Regions from separate parts of the Mus musculus genome. Here region 2 is linked to region 1. Evidence: chromatin contacts called from public HiChIP or PLAC-seq data. All regions are on one chromosome and are shown on one strand. The core of a region is the stretch at or near the end of the contact, and the rest is flanking DNA. Distances in the headings are between cores, read along the strand shown. Region 1 has its middle 28 kb from the start of Olfr836. Region 2 has its middle 18 kb from the start of Olfr857.

What was found. HiChIP or PLAC-seq counts read pairs in DNA pulled down with a chosen protein or histone mark.
Region 2: a contact with region 1 is called in an H3K27ac HiChIP or PLAC-seq map of embryonic stem cells, with 4 times the contacts expected there. The contact joins two enhancer-like sites. A contact is called at or near these places in 2 of 115 datasets of contacts at active chromatin or transcription factors (both in embryonic stem cells) and 1 of 9 other capture datasets (embryonic stem cells).

The regions. Positions count from the first base shown.
Region 1 is chr9:19,091,657-19,094,811 of GRCm38.p6, reverse strand. No RefSeq gene overlaps it. Among named protein-coding and RNA genes, the nearest start is that of Olfr836, 28 kb to the left of the region's middle. Within about 2 kb of position 1,756, at least 16 of the 459 cell types and tissues checked have an H3K27ac peak or open chromatin away from gene starts, as enhancers often do. A contact at or near this core is called in embryonic stem cells, where this site is marked.
Region 2 is chr9:19,693,662-19,696,806 of GRCm38.p6, reverse strand. No RefSeq gene overlaps it. Among named protein-coding and RNA genes, the nearest start is that of Olfr857, 18 kb to the left of the region's middle. Within about 2 kb of position 1,651, at least 8 of the 459 cell types and tissues checked have an H3K27ac peak or open chromatin away from gene starts, as enhancers often do. A contact at or near this core is called in embryonic stem cells, where this site is marked.

The DNA of each region.
Region 1 (3,155 bases), core at 507-3,006:
GCTTTATGCCATGTGTTGGAAAGACTCCAAACCTGAGCCACCAATTTAAAGCTGTCTTGCTACCAATATTACACCTTTAAGACCAGTAAAAAGACAGTGGCTACACAAGTCTTATAAATTTAGACCAATCAAAGAATTTTACTTTTTCTAGCTATAATTATAAGGTAAAAAGCACTTTGCCATTTGCTAAACACAATAATCATGATTGCAGAGAATTTTCTAGGAAAGAAACAACTATCAGCTTTTTTTGCCTCCAAACTAAGAAGCTGCAGACTCCCTTTCTTTGAAAGCATCTTTTTCCAGCAGTGGATCCCCTGCTGTGCCTGATCTCTGGCCAAAGTATGGCCACTCTTGGGCTTTGTGGAACCAACAGATAAAGTCTTAGCCATTTTTATTTTCCAACATGAAACACAGAACATTTAGTCATTCAGACAACAAGACAAAACGCTCATGAATCAACATGTAAATGAACCAGTGCACCAGACATTAGACAACACAAAGAGGGCAGAGAACTTCTGCTGTAGAGCCACAGAGAATATAGCAGGGCATCCTTTGATTTTCTTTCTGTCTCTGGGAGAGTTTCAAAATCCATTTTCCTCTATTTTATTTTATTTTATTTTATTTTATTTTATTTTATTTTATTTTATTTTATTATTTTAAACCCTATTCCTCTAGCCTGATGCAGTTCTCAACTCCGGACAACTGCCTGTTTCATTATTTTAAACCCTATTCCTCTCACCTGAAACAGCTTTTGAAAGCTGCGGATAACCACCTGATTCAAAGTTTCTAGTCCTTCGCTGTCGAACCCTAAGTGGACCCGGCGCCAGGTCAGCAATGTTCCAACTTAGTCCCTATCCTATCGCACCTCCAGCAACACTTTTTAAAAATGAAGTTTAAAGCCATGCTAGCATAAATACCTGTTGCTCACTGTGCTCGATAAGATCCTGTGATTCTTTCCTTCTCTTGGAGCTCCATACAAGACAGCAGTTCCCTCAGTGTTTTCTCACCATTGCCAATGTCTCCAGATCGTCGCTGTTCAGGCGCCAATCTGTTGTATGTCAGCCCGTTCCCTAAATGAACTGGGTACACCTGGAAGGCAGGCTGGGGCTGATAGAGACTTAGACTGTGAGAGAAATTAATGGAGACCAGACAACATTCCTGTTCCTGCGAGTTTACTGAGAGATGGTGCTTATAAGAGGGAAGGCCCAACCACTCCCACCCCCCACATTCCATTCTTGGTATCTGGAGCCAGCCTGCAGGTGACATGCAGGATAGGATGTTCCTCCAGAATACCTCAGGGGCCTCTCAGCAGGTAGCAGTGTCTTGGAGAAGAGCAGTGGCTGGTGACAGAACAATAGAGCCATCTAGGTCAGAAGGCTCCACCCTAGGTAATCTCCTTCTTAGTGGCAGCAAGGTCAAAGTCTGGATCAGCCTGCTTCAAGGCTGAGGGAGGCTACACTGTAGCAATACAGTTTGCCTGCTGTCCCATCCAGCAGGACTTAGTTATTCCATGGGTGGAGAAGGACCAGGGCCTGAAAGAGAAATGAGCAGAGAAAGGGAAGCGAGACCAAACAAAGAGTTGTCAAGGTCTGTTTAATGAAGGCTAGGAGCCTGATTATAAGCACACAGTGAGAGAAAATAGGGAGGGGTCGAGGGGGCATAATAAAATACAGAGAAAGGGATGGGCACCTGGGCTGGATGCTGATTACAGGCTTCTTGCAGCTTATCTTGGAATGTTGGCCCTAAAACTGTCCCTGGCGGCCTTCAAACTTTCTGCAGTTTATCTTGGAGTGCCATAAATAGTCTCAGGCACCAAACAGAGACATGGAAGAAGAGGTGAAGCTGCCTTAATCTAAGCAGCTCTAGGCGCCAAGTGAAGGAGGGAGTGAAGCTGGCAGTCTCAGGCACCAGGTGGAGGCAATGAAGGAGGGGGTCACATAATTCTCTTCAAAGGGTCAGCTGGATCTTTAGGGTGAGAGTAACTGTGGGACCTAGTTTTCCATGGGTTAGTCTCTCACAGCCTGCCTTCTCTGATTCCTGTTCCAATCTTCTACAGATCCCATAGATCTTCCCCCTTCTAACCACTTTCTGACCCTCATTGTTTGGACTATCCTCCAAACCCGCAAAGCAGCCACTGCTATCCCAAAGGCTGCTCCTTTGAGGGCATTGAATCTACAGCTTCAATGAAATTCTCAACAAATTCCAGCACATTTACAGACATTGAAAGAACAATTCTAAAATTCATTTGGAAAAAACTTAGAACCCAGGCTGGCAAAAACTATTCTCAACAACAATAAGAGAACTTATGGGGGAATCACCATCCCTGAACTCAAGCTCTACTGAAGAATAATAGTGATAAAAACAACATGGTATTGGTACAGAGACAGGCAGGTACATAAATGAAATAGAATTAAAGATCCTGAAATCAACCCACACACCTTTGGTCACTTGATCTTCAACGGAGATGGTAAAATCATCCAATAACAAAAACACAGCATATTCAACAAATGGTGCTGACTTATGTGGAAGCAAACGTGTAGAAGAATACAAATTGACCCATTCACATCTCCTTGTACAAAGCTCAAGCCCAAGTGGATCAAGGACCTCCACATAAAACCAGATACACTGGATCTAATAGAAGAGAAAGTGGTGAAGAGCCTCACACACATTGACACAGGAGAAAATTTCCAGAACAAAACAGTAGTGGCTTATGCTATAAGATCAACAATCAACAAATGGGATCTCATAAAATTGAAAAGATTCTGTAAGGCAAAGAACAATATCAATAGAACAAAGTGGCAATCCGCAGATTGGGGAAAGATCTTTACCAACCCTATACCCAATACAGAGATAATATCCAAAATATACAAAGAACTTAAGAAATTGGACTCCAAAGAACCAAATAACCCTATTTAAAAATGAGGTGCAGAACTAAACCAAGAATTCTCAACTGAGGAATCTTGAATCTTAGAAGCACTTAAAAGAAATGTTCAATATTGTTAGTCATCAGGGAAATGCAAATCAAATGACCCTGAGATTCCACCTCACACCAGTCAGAACAGCTAAGATAAAAAAAAAAAAAAAAAAAAAAAAAAAAAAACCCTCAGGTGACAGGTGACAGCAGATGCTAGCGAGGATCTGGAGAAAGAGAAACA
Region 2 (3,145 bases), core at 402-2,901, 600 kb before region 1:
AGGAAGCAGGCACTAACTTATTTTGGCAAAGAGCCAGATATTATTGTTCAGCCTTACAATGTAAGTCAAGAAACTTGGCTGAAACAGCATAGTACAGATTTGTTGCTTGCTCAAATAGGGTTTAACAGAACTATAGACAACCACTACCCTCAAGATAGGTTGATAAAATTTTTAAATGTACATGAGGTGATATTTCCTAAAATGACTTCCTTACAGCCTTTATATAATGCTCTATTGATTTTTACTGATGGCTCCTTTAAAGGGAGAACTGGATTTCTTATTAATAATCAGCAGGTAATCATAAAGACTCCTGGCCTCTCAGCTCAATTAGCAGAATTAACAGCAGTATGGAATGTCTTTCAGTCTGTGCATGAGGCTTTTAATATTTTTACTGATAGTTTATATGTTGCACAATCGGTACCCTTATTGGAGACCTGTGGTACTTTTAACTTTAATACCCCAGGAGGATCTCTGTTTTCACAATTGCAAAACATCATTCTTGCTCGAAAACACCCGTTCTATATTGGCCACATATGAGCTCATTCTGGTCTTCCTGGACCTTTAGCTGAAGGCAATGATTGCATCGACAGAGCTCTAATACAAGCCTTAATTTCAGATCCTGTTGCTTTGGTCAAACGTGATCGTGAAAAATTTCATCTCTCTAGCCATACCTTAAGGCTCCGACATAAGATCACTAAGGAGCAGGCAAGAATGATTGTAAAACAATGTCCTAAATGTATTACATTATCACCAGTGCCACATTTAGGAGTTAATCCATGAGGTCTTATGCTTAATCATATTTGGCAAATGGATGTAACTCATTATGCAGAATTTGGAAAATTAACATATATACATGTTTGTATTGATACTTGTTCAGGATTTCTTTTTGCTTCTCTGCATACTGGAGAAGCCTCCAAAAATGTAATTGATCATTGCCTACAAGCCTTTAATGCCATGGGATTGCCTAAACTTATTAAGACAGATAATGGGCCATCCTATTCTAGTAAAAATTTTACTTCATTTTGTAAAGAATTTGGCATCAAACATAAAACTCGAATTCCTTATAACCCCATGGGACAAGGAATAGTTGAACTTGCTCATCACACTTTAAAAAATTGGCTTTTAAAAACAAAACAGGAGCAATTATATCCCCCAAGGTCACCAAAGGCACATCTTGTTTTAGCTTTATTTGTTCTAAATTTTTTGCAACCTAATTATTAAAGATCAGTCTGCAGCAGATCGCCACTGGCATCCAGTTACTCCTAGTTCTATGCCATGGTAAAGTGGGGGGACCCATTTACTAATGAATGGAAGGATCTAGACCTGGTCCTAATCTGGGGAAGGGGCTCAGTCTGTGTTTTTTCACAAAAAGAAGATGGAGTGTGATGGCTGCCTGAGAGATTAGTTTGTCAACTGGACACAGATCCTGAATTTTCTAGTAAGTATGACTCTAACCTTGATTATGGCTAATAATCCTCTTTAGCCAAAACGTTAAATTAAAGCACAGCCTCCACTCCCAGGGAAGCTGTAAGCCTTTCTGCAATTCTCAAAGTCACCTCCCCCACACCGAGAGCTATAAGTCTATCCTGATCCTTGCTAATTTGCAATTGAATGGAGTACCTGGACTTTCCCAAAAGAAGCTTTTGTACTGTGCCTTTCACTGTTTAGACTTTCTTTTCAAGCAGGTCAGTCAACGCCCTACAGCCTGACTGCAACAGGCGTGCATCCCTGCCCCCAATAGCACGCAGGTGGCAGTTATTAATTTTCATCAAGAATTCTAAGTATACATTGTGGCTTTGGTCTGATTTGGGAATAAGGTGCGCTATGAGGGCCGGTTAGTCAATGACGGGCAACCAGATTCCGGATCATACCAATCTAAGACAAGGGTACATGCCAAAAGGCAGTGGTCATTGATATTACACCACAGAGCCATGTTTGTGTGAATTATAACACAAACTAGCTGCATGTAACTTCCGATGACAGAATTGGATTGTTTAAGAGGATCTGAGATCCTAAGGCAAAGACAGCCGCCAGACATCATAATTCCCAGGCAGGACTATGGAGCATAAATAAATTTTATGCCTCAGTCCAGCTATTTTTTTTAATATTAATAACAGGGAGGAGATGTAGCCTCCCATAAGCCTGAAGCAGGCTAAGCCAGAACTTGACCTTGTTGCCACTAAGGAGATTATCTAAGGTGGAGCCTTCTTCCCTAGATCACTCTATTGTTCTGCCACTGCTGCTGTTCCTCTTCAAGATACTGCTACCTGCTGAGAGGCCCCAGAGCATTCCAGAGACTATGCCTTTTCCTGCACGTCATCACCTGCAGCTGGTTCCCGGGTCCAAGGATGAATTGGCAGGAATGGACTCCCCCCTCCCCTTTTTTAAAGTGTGTCTGCCATTAAAAATTTGAACCTTGATCATAACATTGTCTTGGTTCCATCTTCCTCTTGTTGCCTAGTTTCCCTCTCTTTCAGCACCAGCCTGCTATTCAGGTGTACCTGTCCTTGTGAGCCACTGGATGGCTCGCAACAAAATGCTATTCAGACATGTTCATAACATAAAACAACTTGCCAAAGTGTATTCTCTCCTTTTACCATTTGGATTCCAGAATTTCAATACAAGACTTAAATCTCAGTAGTGTCACATTTACCCCATAATCCATTTTATCTATTCAATTTTCTGAGGCACCATAAAAAAGACAAAAAGAAGCTATATTCTGAATTTAATAGGTGACAGTGTTTATTTGCACATGCACGGCTGCCTCTCTACAATGGGAAATAGGGAAGCCTCAAAGAGGTAAAAGCTGGCTCAGTCACTCTATAGGGGTAGTGGATGTGCTTTGGAAAGAGGAAGTTGAAGAAGTTATGAAGGCTATGTGAAGATGTGTGATCTCTCTGTCCTGGAATTATTTTCTTCAGGGTAGGCAGATAACCTGTGAGACAAGTTGTCCCTGTAAACATTCCTCTCTGGGTTGTGACTAATTGAAAATTTTGGGCAAGTTCAACTGTACTATCATAAGTATCCTGTTTAATAACTGAAGCACTCTATTGATGCCAGCTCTAGTTCCTGACATTTGATGTTACAAATAATTTTTTTTCTCAATGATGGTTTTGATAGTAGACACATATTAATAGCCTTGGTT